2 separate regions of the Sus scrofa genome follow, and region 1 is linked to region 2. Evidence: chromatin contacts called from public HiChIP or PLAC-seq data. All regions are on one chromosome and are shown on one strand. Each heading gives the region's core, a stretch centred on a gene start, on an enhancer-like site or on the middle of the called end of the contact. The rest is flanking DNA. Distances are from core to core; before and after follow the strand shown. Region 1 has its middle 7.5 kb from the start of HSD17B1. Region 2 overlaps VAT1 (synaptic vesicle membrane protein VAT-1 homolog).

Region 1 (6,037 bases), core at 2,681-5,180, 400 kb after region 2:
TTCCCAGCCACAGGGAGGCTGGGTGGGTAGCAGAGGAACAGGGGAGTAGGAAGGACAGGGGAGACCAGTGCATCCCTACTCTCACTAAGAGCTGCCCTTCGCCACTGTGCTAAGCCATGCATACATTACACTAGGAAACTCAGGCACAGAGCAGTCATGTAATCTGTCCCAGGTCACACGGCTAGTCAGTAACAGAGCCGGGAATCAAGCCCAGGCCTATGTGCAGAGCTTAACTTGGTCTTTAAATTGTCCTTTTCGTTTCTTTTCTTTTTTCTCTTTTTTCTCGGGCCGCACCCTCGGCATATGGAGGTTCCCAGGCTAGGGGTCTAATTGGAGCTGTTGCTGCCAGCCTACACAACAGCCACAGCCACGCCAGATCCGAGCCACATCTACAACCTACACCAAGCCACAGCTGCGACCTACACCACAGTTCCTGGCAACGCCTGGTCCTTAACCCACTGAGCGAAGCCAGGGATCGAACCTGCATCCTCGAGGAAACTATGTTGGGTTCTTAACCTGCTGAGCCACCGTGGGAACTTCTGTAAGTCAGAGGAACATAAATTCTCTCTCCGAGCTGAGTCGGGGTGGGGGTGGGGCACATCACCTGGTGAGAGCCTTGGGGACATGCCCGGCGAACGCTGGCAACACGGGGATCATGCCGAAGGAGCGCATCCGGTCCAGGATCCGATGCTGGCAGGAAGGGAGGGGTGGTGGTGAGCACGCCCCCGCCCCCCGCCGCCCCCGAGGTGGGAGGCCCTCACTCTCCCAGGGCACAGAGTCCCTACTGTCCAGTGAAGAGTCCCGAGCTGTGCCAAACACCACCCTCCCTAGGCCTGTGACTGTCCAGCACCAATTCTGTTCCTTCCCTTCCCCATCCTTTTACCTGCAGGTAAAGCTGCTTGAGGTGCCAGGAGCGGGGCAGGGGGCCACTCCAGGTATGCAGGTTGCCCATGCGTCCCCAGGCCAGGAAGGCAGGACCAGTGAAGAACTCATCAATCTCTGTCTGGGTCAGGCCCAAAGCCAGATACACCTGAGGACGATGAGTCCCAGGTGCATAAATATTTCTTTCTATCCATTGCTTCATTCATTCAACTAACACACATTCATCTCTTTGTGCTGTGCCCCAGGGTTCCTAAGACAAAATTCCAATTCCTGACTGCAAGGAACTCAGTCCAGGAGAAATATCCTTGAACAGATGAGTTTGCTAATATGCCACCCCTGTCGCATGGGTGAGATGAGGCACAAAGGGGTTCTCCTCCAAGTGGGGAAGGGGCCTTAGTAGGCTCCATGGAGCAAGGAGGGCTAGAATGGTGGGCAAGGGCAGCTCTGCGGGGAGCTTAAGCAGCGCCAGGGGCAGCCAGAGCTCTCCAGGTCCAGGCACGGAAGCTCCCAGGCCGGGCAGAGCCTGAAGGTAATGGGAGGGGGGAATCCTAAGTGTGTTAATAGTGGATGGTCTCCACCAGGTTTGCATTTTGGAAAGGACCCTCTGGTGGAATTTGGGGAGCCAGGAGTCTTGCTTTGAAAGGAAAATATTGCTTGGAGAGCTTTCCAAAAGGGGACTGGGAGGAAATTAAGGAAGTACAGCTTATGCATGTCTTAGCTTGGTTGGAATCTGACCCTTTGACCTGGTTGAATTATCCAAAGAGCCTACTAGAAACTCAAGATGCTTATCAGACCCTTACCCTCTAAGAACTCGTGATAGCTATCTACTTATCGGACCCCAAACCCTGAAACAACTCGTGATTCCTTGCAAACAAATATTTTCCAGCTTACGCCAGAGTCAGTCCCAACTCTCACCAGGCAACTTTGAACAAGCTCATGGCAAAAAAAAAAAAAAAAAAAAAAACCACACACACACCCCTCTTTCTCTTTCTCAGAACACCCTTTCAGGGTTACCTGAGCCTGTGTCTCCCAAATTGTGGTTAGTAAAGACCTCCAAATAAACTCTTCTTATTTGCAGTCTTCTGCATCATTTTTTGGTTGACACTGTTCAGAGGCTCAGGTGGGGGTCCAGGGGGAGGGGATGAGAGCCTGAACCGGGGCCGTGATAAGGATGGAGAGGACAGGGCCGATTCAGAGCTGCTAATGAGACAGAATCCACAGAAGCAGCTGACTGACTGACGTGGGGGTGGGAAGAGAGGGGAGGCTGGCTTCTTCGAGTTTTTACAGTGGGGTTCTGGGGTCCAGTGCTCAGTAAGCACTTCTATGTGTTTGCCTCAACCGTGGAAGCCTTGGTTTCTGGGAGGCTGGAGCCATTATCCATGCCACCAACACTTCTGGAGCCCTTGTTCTCGGGGCCAGATACTGCGCTGATGCTGGGGAGGCAGGGACACCTGGGATGTGGTGGGCACGCACCCGCTGCCAGATGGCTTCCTGGCCGCTCCAGGCCAGTGCCAGGTTGATGCCGTTCAGCGCCATCCAGTCAATCTCCTGCTCCCAGCGGGCCCAGTCCCACCACACGAAGGAGTAACTCTGTGTGCACACGTTCTGGTAATAGCGGTACCTGCAGGCAGTGGCATGAGCTGGGCCGTGTCCATGGGGGCAAAGAGAGGATGTCCCCCACCCCTGAAGGTCCACCACCCAGGAAGAGCATGGAGGGCAACCTGGCCCTGGAACCATCCCCCAGGGCACCCCAGATCTAGCCCAGCGGGGAGTGGCTCCAGACAGGACTTCTCAACTGCTTCGCTCCCGGGTCCATCCCAGGCAGAGCTAGAATTGGGATGCTTGAGCTTCTGAGGTGCCTACCCATATATGCCCAAAACTCCTCCAGGGCCCTCTAACCTCCCAGATAGTTAGGAAAGCACATTGCGTTTTCATTCCTACTCTGTGTACAGTGTATAAGGGCCATATGGCAAAGCTGGCCCCTGTCCTTAAAGGGTGGTCCTTCTCCCCACAGTTTAATGGGGAGACAGCTGTGTGAACACATCACCTCTGTGCAGTGGGGCAAGCGTTAGAACAGAGGCCCGTCAGAGGCCAGGTGTCATTCCTCACAAAACATCTTGGAAGAGAGAGTGGGGTAGGAAAAGAATGGCATTTACTTATCACCAATTATGCACAACAAATTCTACACCCACCACAGTGCAAATCCTCACAACCAAAACGAAACTGCACGGGAGATGTTATTACTTCCATTTTGCCCATTTTTCAGATGAGCCGACAGAGGCTCAGAGAGGTTAAGTGACTTGCTCAAGGATACACAGCTTTTAGGATCAGAGCTGCGGTCTGAAGCCAGAGTCCTGCAACCAAAAGGCCAGAGCTTCCCAGCTGCCTGGCGCAGGGACGGGGCGAGGCGGGGACTTTGGCTCTGGCTGGCGCCCTGGTGCTGGGGTCTGGAGGCTGCAAGCTGCTGCTGGGGAGCTGCGGGAAGGCTGCTGTACCTGTTAGGCGTGGCCTCTGTCAGCTCCTCCGGCACCGCGGGCAGCGGCTGCGGCAAGCGCAGCTGAGAGCCGGACCAGGCCACGTGACAACCGCAGAAGTCACGCAGGTAGCGGTGCAGCCCCGCGGCGGCGGCCACGCCTGTGGAGCCGATCACCCGCACCTGAGCCCCGGGGCCACCGCCGCTCAGGCGGTAGGTGTCCAGGCCGGACTCGGCCGCCAGGGCGCGCTCCACCGACACCGAAAAGGAGGCTGCCGGCCCAGGCCCCAGCAGCCGGGCCAGCAACTCCCGCACGGCCGCCGCCTCCCGGGCCTCATCCCCGGCCGAGCTCCCCGCAGCTGCCAGGAGCAAGAGCCCCAGAGCCGCGGCCACCACTACCGCCTCCATGGTCCAGTGGTCTCAGCCAGGCGGCGGGAACCAGTGGGAACTCGGGACGAACGAGACCCCGTCCAATCAGCTGCGGTCCTCAGGTCACGTGGAACCTAAGGCAAAGTACCCGCTGGCGGCTGGGAGACCAGCTTCCGGGTCCCTCGCCAGTTCGTGAGCGTGTTTTCTGACCACACGTGGTGCAAGAGCGCGTGACCCCAGTGACTTCAAAAGATCAGGGCCGGATGTGACTCTCAGTCCTCTAGCGCCTTCAAGCACAACGCGCTTTCACATGCAAATCACTTTCCTTCCTCCATCTTATCTAATAAATATTTGGAGTTGATTTTGTACTAGGCACTGCCACCCTTCTACCGAGGAGACCTAGAAACCAAGTACTTATATAAATAAATATTTATGTTATCCAGTTGACTATTGAACCTTGCGCTGGTATTAGGAACAATGACCCCCTGGCAGTCAAAATATAACTTTACAGTCAGCCCTCCTGTATCCACTGTTCCACATCTGCGAATTCAACCAACCTCGGATTATGTAGTACTGTAGCAGGTACTTATGGGGGAAAAAATCGTGTATAAGTAGATGTGGGCCGTTCAAACCCGTGTGGGCAAGGATCCACTGTAGTTGTGATGCTGTGCAGGGTACCCAGACAAAAGCTTGGGAAAGGAGGTGATGTTTAATCTGAATAAAACTGGGATTGACTAGGAGAAGAGAGAGGGGAAGTGCACTCCACATAGAAGAAATGCATTTGTGGAGACGCAGGAAGGGTAAGGAAAGAGCTGGGCAAATTTGAGGAACTAAAAGATCAGGAAGTTGGAGGATGGATGAGCCATGTGAGCCTGGACTGGCCATGGGGCAGGGCCTGGTGGGTGTGTGAAGGGTTCTCATTTGATCCTTAAGGGGTAGCAGCTGCTGAACAGGACGGAAATTATCTTCATTTTACATACTGGAGGAGTTCCCACTGTGGCGTAGTGGGTTAATGATCCATCTTGTCTCTGTGGCCGTACCTGAAGGCTCCCTGGCCTGACACAGGGGTCAAGGATCTGACAATGCGGCAGCTGGCCTGGGAACTTTCATATGCCTCAGGTGCTGATGAAAAAAAAAATCAATACATATTGGGAAACTGAGGGTCAGAGAAAGGAAGTGACTCTGAGAAGATCAATGGCCAGTAGAACAGCAGGTCTGGGACTAGATCCAGAACACTCACAGATCAGTGTTCTTGCCACTATCCCCTAAGAAATGCAAGTTTTTAGGCTGCCTCCCGGTGGGGAGAGGTTGACTGGGGCTGTATAGGGGCTAGGAGTGTTGGGCCCTTAGAAAGACTACATTTTCTTTCTTTCTTCCTTCCTTCCTTCCTTTCTTTCTTTTTTTGGTTGCACCTGAAGCATACGGAATTTCCAGGGCCAGGGATTGAACCTGCATTGCAGAAGTGACAACACTAAATCCTTAACCCACTGAACCACCAAGGGATTCCAAGACTGTAATTTCTAAAAGGATTCTGAGTCCTTTTGGAGGCAGGTGTAAATTTTTCCAGATTGTCAGGCCCAAGTACAGCTGCTTAGAGACAGGGAGAGGGTCAGGGTTGCCAATCCAGAAAATCCAGAGCCTGGACTGAAAGGGAACATGTGAGTCCACTGAACTTGCCCTGCCTCTCTGCTCCCCTGCCCCTAGCTGCATATTCAAGCTGCGCAGTACCCCACTGCCTTGTTCCCAGCTCAGCAAGCAGCTAGTGCGGAAGGTGCAGCCCCTGTTCCACTCAGTTGCTAATAGCAAAAGGTTCTCAGCCTTTCCCAGGAGCAGCTCCAAGACCTGCCCAGAGAGTTGGGCCCTCATGGAGCTATAGCCTATAGCCCCCCGGCCCCTCTCCACTTCCTCAAACACCCCTCTTCAAACACCCCTTGCTCCAGGTGGGGTTTGTCAGACTCTCCTCCCAGGACCTGTTTTGGAAGCACTTTGGATCTTAGGGAACACATGGGTCAGGGGAATTGGGCTGCAGTTCCACTGTCAGGCTCAGGGTCCCTCTCTGTGGGGTCTGGGTCCATCCAGAATGGTGGACAGTTGCTAGCAGGAGCAGCAGGTTGGGGGGCATTGGTAGCACATTTCACAGCCTGAGCTCATGAATGGAGCAGAAGGGTCATTGCTTATTCTGGGTGTGTCACACTGTCTTTCTCATCTTCTCCATCAAGCTGGGAGCTCTGAGGATGATAGGCGGCTGGTTGAAGAAATTAAGGTGCGTAGATGGGATGAACCATCAAGCATCTGGGAGTTCCCACTGTGGCA
Region 2 (6,098 bases), core at 884-3,383:
TCTGCAGCTGCTGCCGGCCAACCGAGCTGTGTGCGGCTTCCACCTGGGCTACCTGGACGGCGAGGTGGAGCTGGTCAGTGGTGTGGTGGCCCGCCTCGTGGCTCTGTACAACCAGGGCCACATCAAACCCCGTATCGACTCCGTGTGGCCCTTTGAGAAGGTGAGTGTGATGCCTCTGCAGGAAGGGCCTGGGTAGACCCATGAAGGCTGGGATCCCGGGGGGTGGCGGGGGGGGGGGGTGCGGATTCCTGGGAAGAGGAGGGCTGGGTCCTTTAGGCTGGCTCCCCAGAGGGGCCAAATGGTGCCGGGAGCAGATTCTCGTCTTCCTCCCCAGGTGGCGGATGCCATGAGGCAGATGCAGGAGAAGAAGAACATAGGCAAAGTCCTCCTAGTGCCTGGACCGGAGAAGGAGAACTAGGCTGGGGGCTGGGAGACCCCTGGGGCCCGGGAAGAGAGAAGCTGGGAAGCCATGTGCTGTTGGCCACCAGATCCTCGCGGTTCATCCTCCATCACAATGCGCTGCCCTCTCTTCCCCAAAGGTCTCCGTGGTGATGACAGCCCCCCAACCCCCAACCTGTTCTCTCTCTTTAGTCAGGGCCTCCCCCTCCCCCCTTCCTGCCCTCCAAAGGGGTTGGGAAGTGACCACTTGGATGTCTGGGCCCTTCCAAGGGGACAGGGAGGGTCAGAGGGAGGCTGGCCGCTTCCTGCTCCCACCCTTTCCCCCCGGGCCTGCTGTGCTGCTTTTGTGCCAAGGTTAGCCAATCCCTTCCCGTCCAGTTCCGGTGTGCTTCCGTCTCCGCCTCATCTCCCCTCCTGCCCCTGCCCCACACCTCCCCAAAGAATCGAAATGTCAGCTCAGGATATGGGGCCAGTCTGTGTGAATCCAGCATGTCCCTCTGTCGCCCCTAGTGTCCCTTCGACTTGGGCCAGCCAGCGCCCACCTTGTCCCATGGCCTCGTCCTCGTGTCTCCAACTTCTTGAGCACAATCGGGCTTCTCCCACCTCCAGATGTCCTGCCGCTCTCAACCAGGGGTACCTCTTCCAGCAGGGGTGGAAGTCAGCTCTGCTCCCCTAGGTCACCGCTCTGTGGGAGGGACATGGAGCCCCCTCACCCTTCACTGAGTTCTCTGGATTTGTTCTCAGTGCCTTAGCAGCGGAAACCTTGCTAGGGTATGTGGGGCTCCCTGTCTCACACCCCCGTTCCCCTGTCCTCCCCAGTGCCTTCCTTGTTCTGCTGGAGCTGGGGTTTTGCTGCTCCCCAGTCCCACAACACTGCCAAAAATCTGCGTGTGTGCCGGTGGGCCCGTGCCGTGTCCTGTCTCTGGGGCTGTCGTTTCTCTGTGGTGGTTGAGGAGAAAGAGGCGGGGAAGCTTTCTCAGCCTTGCAGCTAAGTGTGGCATTTACCAGCCAGAGCTCTGAGAGGCAATGCCATCTGTCTCTTATTCTGGGACCAAAGTAAAAATCAAAGCACATTCCCCATGTAGTCAAGGGAGGCCCACTGCCTTCTCAGAGCAGGGAGGCAGCTTTTCAAACTCAGCCCCAAACTTTGTTTACATGGGTGGGGAGATGGAACAGGGGATCAAAACAGGGGTTTAGGACCTGGGCCACTGGAACCAAAGTGGAGACTTCCAGGGGGTAGGGGCCTGAGTCCCTCAGCTCTTGGATCTGGAATTAGGGAGGGTTAGTGCCCGAGCCATTGCCAATGGGAGGGAGGAGAGGGGCCCCGCCCATCATCGTCTGAATGAGGCCTAAACGTGTGAAGTTCGAGTTTCGGCTTTTGTGTACCCACCCCCATTACCGAAGCTGCCTTTGTGTTTGTGTCAATAAAAAGCCAAACCCTGGGTCCTGGATGTTGCCTGTGATAGTGGAGGGGAGGCTTAGGTGGTACGAGGCTAGTGCTGATGGTGGAAAGCTGGGGTTCCTCCCTCCTGCCAGCCTCCTTCCATGCCCTGATCAAGTTTCCTTTCATGAAACGAAATGAGGAAGACGATCATGCCAGGAAGCCTTCTCAGGCAGTTTTCTTGCTCTTAGGCGGCGTTTCACAACTCCTACTCCCTGCCAGTGGTGACCAGTGCCATCCCTCTCTCAGAGCCCTGCCCCCAACCCATCCGGTTTGAGAACCTTGGCAGAGGAGTGGGGGTGACGAGCGGAACAGGCTCCTAGACCGACTTGGCAGTGAAGACTGCCAGGCCCCGCTGTCCTGGGGGCACAACTGTCACGGCTTCCACCTCCCCACCCCCACGGGTAGGCTTCTGGAAGTGGATCTCCAAGACGTCCTGCAGCTCCGGGCCGTCCAGGACGTCAGGAATGTTGAGCACCAGCACCGACTGGGGCACAGGCTGGGACCTGACCTGGAAAAGGAGCCGGGAGATGGGCCAAGGCTCATGCAAGTTGGACGGAGTTGAAGGGGTGGGGAGGTGGAAAGAGCGGTGGTGACCATGGGGGTACAGGAGCGGGCAGGAGGCCGAGAGAGGTCGGCAGAGGGTAGGTCAGTGGGGTTTGAGGACTGTGGGCAGGGTTCTGGCCGACGGACAAGTCACCAGACCCCATTCTCCACCCTCCCACTTACCTCGGCCTTCTGGATCTCCCCGCTCACGTAGGGAGAGACTGTCAGAGGGAACTGCTGCTTACCCAGTGGCACTGAGAACTGACCCTTCTGGCACAGCTGCTGGGCCACTGCAGGGACAGGGAGCGGGGGACCTTCAGCATTAGGGGCTCTCCGTTCCCATGGCCTGATGCCTCTGCTCTCCTCTCACCCATAAGGCCCTTACCTTCATCCTTAGTGAAGCCCAGCACAACACCCCCTTGTAGCAGTTCCCGTGTCTCCACATCACCACCCCCGTTCTTGGTCTTGCCAAAGAAGATCTCCAGCTTGTCCAGCAGCTCCTCTTCACTCAGCTTGAGCCCAGCAGGAATCCCACTGACGAACACTTTCTTATCACTCATCTGGCTGGCCACCTAGCAGGAGACAGGAGGGAGCGGTTCCAAGCACAGCCCCATTCTCTTGTGCCCAGGTGTCTGGGGCCCCCTGCATGTGCCAGGACCCTGCCATTTTGTCACCTGGATGGTGGTCAGCATGGGCAGCTCCAAGGGCTGGACCTGCACCCGCAGCCGGAACTCTTCCATATCGATCGTATGCTCCTTTTGCTGCAGCACTTGCTTGGCCACTGGGTCAGGGGAACAGGGTCAGTACTAGGAAACCTCCCAGCCTCCCTCTCAAGGTTTCCCCAAGCTCACCATTGGGGTCATCAAAGGTGACCAGAGCAGAGCCTCCAGGCAGAGGGTAACAGATCTGCAGGTTGGAGACCACAGACTTGGCCATTTCCCTGCCCTGCTGAATGTGTCCTCGGAATACCAGGGGGACCTCAGGCATTGGGAATGGGACCTGGATGTGGGGGAGGAGAGGTTGATGGAGACCTCAGGGTTGGGAGGTTCCCAGGAGGAAAGCACCCCTTCATGTGACTGATGCTGAGAGCCAGGAAGGAACACATTACTGAAAGGAGAGCTGGATAAATAAGTGAATGAATGCAGATCAAGCAGGTGCTGGCACTTGCCATACAAAATCTTTTTTTTTGGGGGGGGGGTTGCCCACAGTATGTGTAAGTTCTTAGGCCAGGGATCGAACCTGCGTCACTGCTGTAACCAGAGTCAAAGTGACAACTCCAGATCCTTAACTTCTAGACCACCAGGTAATTCTCTACATTAAAAAAACAAGGAGTTCTCGTCTTGGCGCAGTGGTTAATGAATCCAACTAGGAACCATGAGGTTTCGGGTTCGATCCCTGGCCTTGCTCAGTGGGTTAACGATCCGGTGTTGCCGTGAGCTGTGATGTAGGTTGCAGACGTGGCTCGGATCCTGCGTTGCTGTGGCTCTGGCATAGGCTGGCGGCTACAGCTCTGATTTGACCCCTAGCCTGGGAACCTCCATGTGCCGTGGGAGCGGCCCAAGAAATGGCAAAAAGACAAAAAAAAAAAAAAAAAAAAAAAAACGAAACAAAACAAAAACTTGGAGGTCTTGTCATGGCTCAGTGGTTGACGAACCCGACTGGGAACCATGAGGTTGCGGGTTTGATCCCTAGCCTTGCTCAATGGGTTAAGGATCCAGCATTGCCATGAGCTGTGGTGCAGGTCACAGACATGGCTAGAATTCCGAGTTGCTGTGACTCTGGCGCAGGCCAGCAGCTGTAGCTCTGATTAGTCCCCTGGCCTGGGAACCTCCATATGCCATAGGTGTGGCCCTAAAAAGCAAAAAAAAAAACAAAAACAAAAACAAAAAACTTAGTTTGTACTCACACAAGCTTGTGAGGTAGGTAGGTAGGTCTACTTTGCAGAGAAGCAAACAGGTTCAGAGAGTTCAAGTAACACATTTGAGGTCCCACAGCAAGGAAATGGCAGAGTGAAACTAGGACTGCCCAACTCTTTCTACCAGGCCACAGGCCCTCCCAGCTTACCTTGTCTGGTGGGAAGCTTTCTCTGTCCCTGAGCTTCATTTTCAGCTGCTGCAGCTCCCACAGCCTCATCTTTAGTTGGGCCTGTTTCTTCTGAAGGGCATGGAGGGCCTGTTGGAGCAGAAGGGAACAACCAGACATCCATCTGCTTTCCAGAGAATGAATGAGCCAGAGGAAGGGGGCTCCTCTTTCAGACTCTCCAGGAACAGTGTTGATGCTCAGCCCAAGAACAACACAATCCCTTTATCCTGCCCTGGGCTCATCCTTGCCCAGCTTGACTGCCCTCATCTCAGTTGCTGTGAAGGGCAGGAGCCCTTTGCAGCAGCCAAGTCATTCCTGGAGATCTAGAGGTTAACAGACACTGTCGGAGCTCCTGCAACGAGGTAGTGGACATGCCGCAGGGCAGTGGAAGACAAGGGTCCAGCCCTTAGATCTGTCTAAGCCAATTCAGGACAGTGCACAATCATGTAACTGATGGCAGAGGACAGCAGGAGTTTAGAGGAGGGACAGTCCCAAAGGGTTAACACAGTTAGGGAGGCCTTGAGGAGGAGTTAAGTTGCAAGACATCATAAGACTATCAGCTGGAGTTCCCGTTGTGGCTCAGCAGGTTACAAACCTGACTAGGATTCACAAGGACACAGATTCGATAGCTGGCCTCGCTCAGTGGGTTAAGGATCTGGTGTTGCTGTGCCCTGTGGTGCATGTCACAAACTTGGCTCAGATCTGGCATTGCTGCGGCTGTGGTGTAGGCCAGCAGCTGTAGCTCTGAGTCGACCCCTAGCCTGGGAACTTTCATATGCTGCAGGTACGGCCCTAAAAAGAAAAAGAGAAAAGAGAAAAAACAAAAAAGACTATCAGCTAACATTTATTAGTCATTTACTGTATGTCAGGCACTGTGCTAAACCCGCATGTATTTGTTTATTATTTATTTAGGCCGTGCCCACAGGATATGAACGTTCCTGGGCCAAGGACTAAACCTAGGCTACAGCAGCGACCCAAGCTACAGCAGTAACAATGCCAGATCCTTAACTCACTGAGCCACAAGAGAACTCCAGTTGCTAAACTCTTTTAATGGATTTTTTTTTGTTTTTTTTGCTTTTTAGGGCCGCATCTGTGGTATATGGAGGTTCGCAGGCTAGGGGACTAATTGGAGCTACAGCTGCCAGCCTACGCCAGAGTCACAGCAACGCCAGATCCAAGCCACGTCTGCGACCTACACCACAGCTCACGGCAATGCCAGATCCTGGCCACTGAGCAAGGCCAGGTATTGAACCCGAAACCTGATGGTTCCTAGTCAGATTCGTTTCTACTGCGCCACAATGGGAACTCCTTTTTTTAACGGATTATATAGCTCAGGTCTTGTTAACAACTTTATAAAATAAGCACCCTTTTCTCCTTATTTTGCAGATGAGGGAACTGAAGATCAGAGAGGTCAAGTGACTTGCCTGAAGTCATTTGACCCTAGGTAGAGTGACTCTAGACTCTCAATCTATGCTTTATAGTGAAGAAATCAAACTAAGAGTTGGGGAGTAATTTACCCCCTATCTCCCCAGCTTGTCCCATGACTGCCACCCTTTCCACTGTACCAAGCAGCCATTCAGGCTCGGTGTGATTTGGAGCCCGTCCAGAGAGAGAAAGCTGACAACACGAG

The links. HiChIP or PLAC-seq counts read pairs in DNA pulled down with a chosen protein or histone mark.
Region 1: a contact with region 2 is called in an H3K27ac HiChIP or PLAC-seq map of alveolar macrophages. The contact joins two enhancer-like sites. A contact is called at or near these places in 1 of 5 promoter capture datasets (fetal liver) and 1 of 2 datasets of contacts at active chromatin or transcription factors (alveolar macrophages).

Annotation. Positions count from the first base shown.
Region 1 is chr12:20,275,816-20,281,852 of Sscrofa11.1, forward strand. No RefSeq gene overlaps it. Among named protein-coding and RNA genes, the nearest start is that of HSD17B1, 7.5 kb to the left of the region's middle. Within about 2 kb of position 3,931, at least 71 of the 83 cell types and tissues checked have an H3K27ac peak or open chromatin away from gene starts, as enhancers often do. A contact at or near this core is called in alveolar macrophages, where this site is marked.
Region 2 is chr12:19,877,393-19,883,490 of Sscrofa11.1, forward strand. It overlaps VAT1 (synaptic vesicle membrane protein VAT-1 homolog), which reads left to right. Exons shown (of 6, transcript XM_005656949.3): 5 at 1-160; 6 at 335-1,843. The coding sequence ends at 418. IFI35 (interferon-induced 35 kDa protein) reads right to left here. Exons shown (of 7, transcript XM_003358024.3): 2 at 4,451-4,558; 3 at 3,238-3,385; 4 at 3,061-3,167; 5 at 2,772-2,958; 6 at 2,570-2,676; 7 at 1,994-2,351. The coding sequence ends at 2,160. Among named protein-coding and RNA genes, the nearest start is that of VAT1, 8.9 kb to the left of the region's middle. Within about 2 kb of position 2,134, at least 20 of the 83 cell types and tissues checked have an H3K27ac peak or open chromatin away from gene starts, as enhancers often do. A contact at or near this core is called in alveolar macrophages, where this site is marked.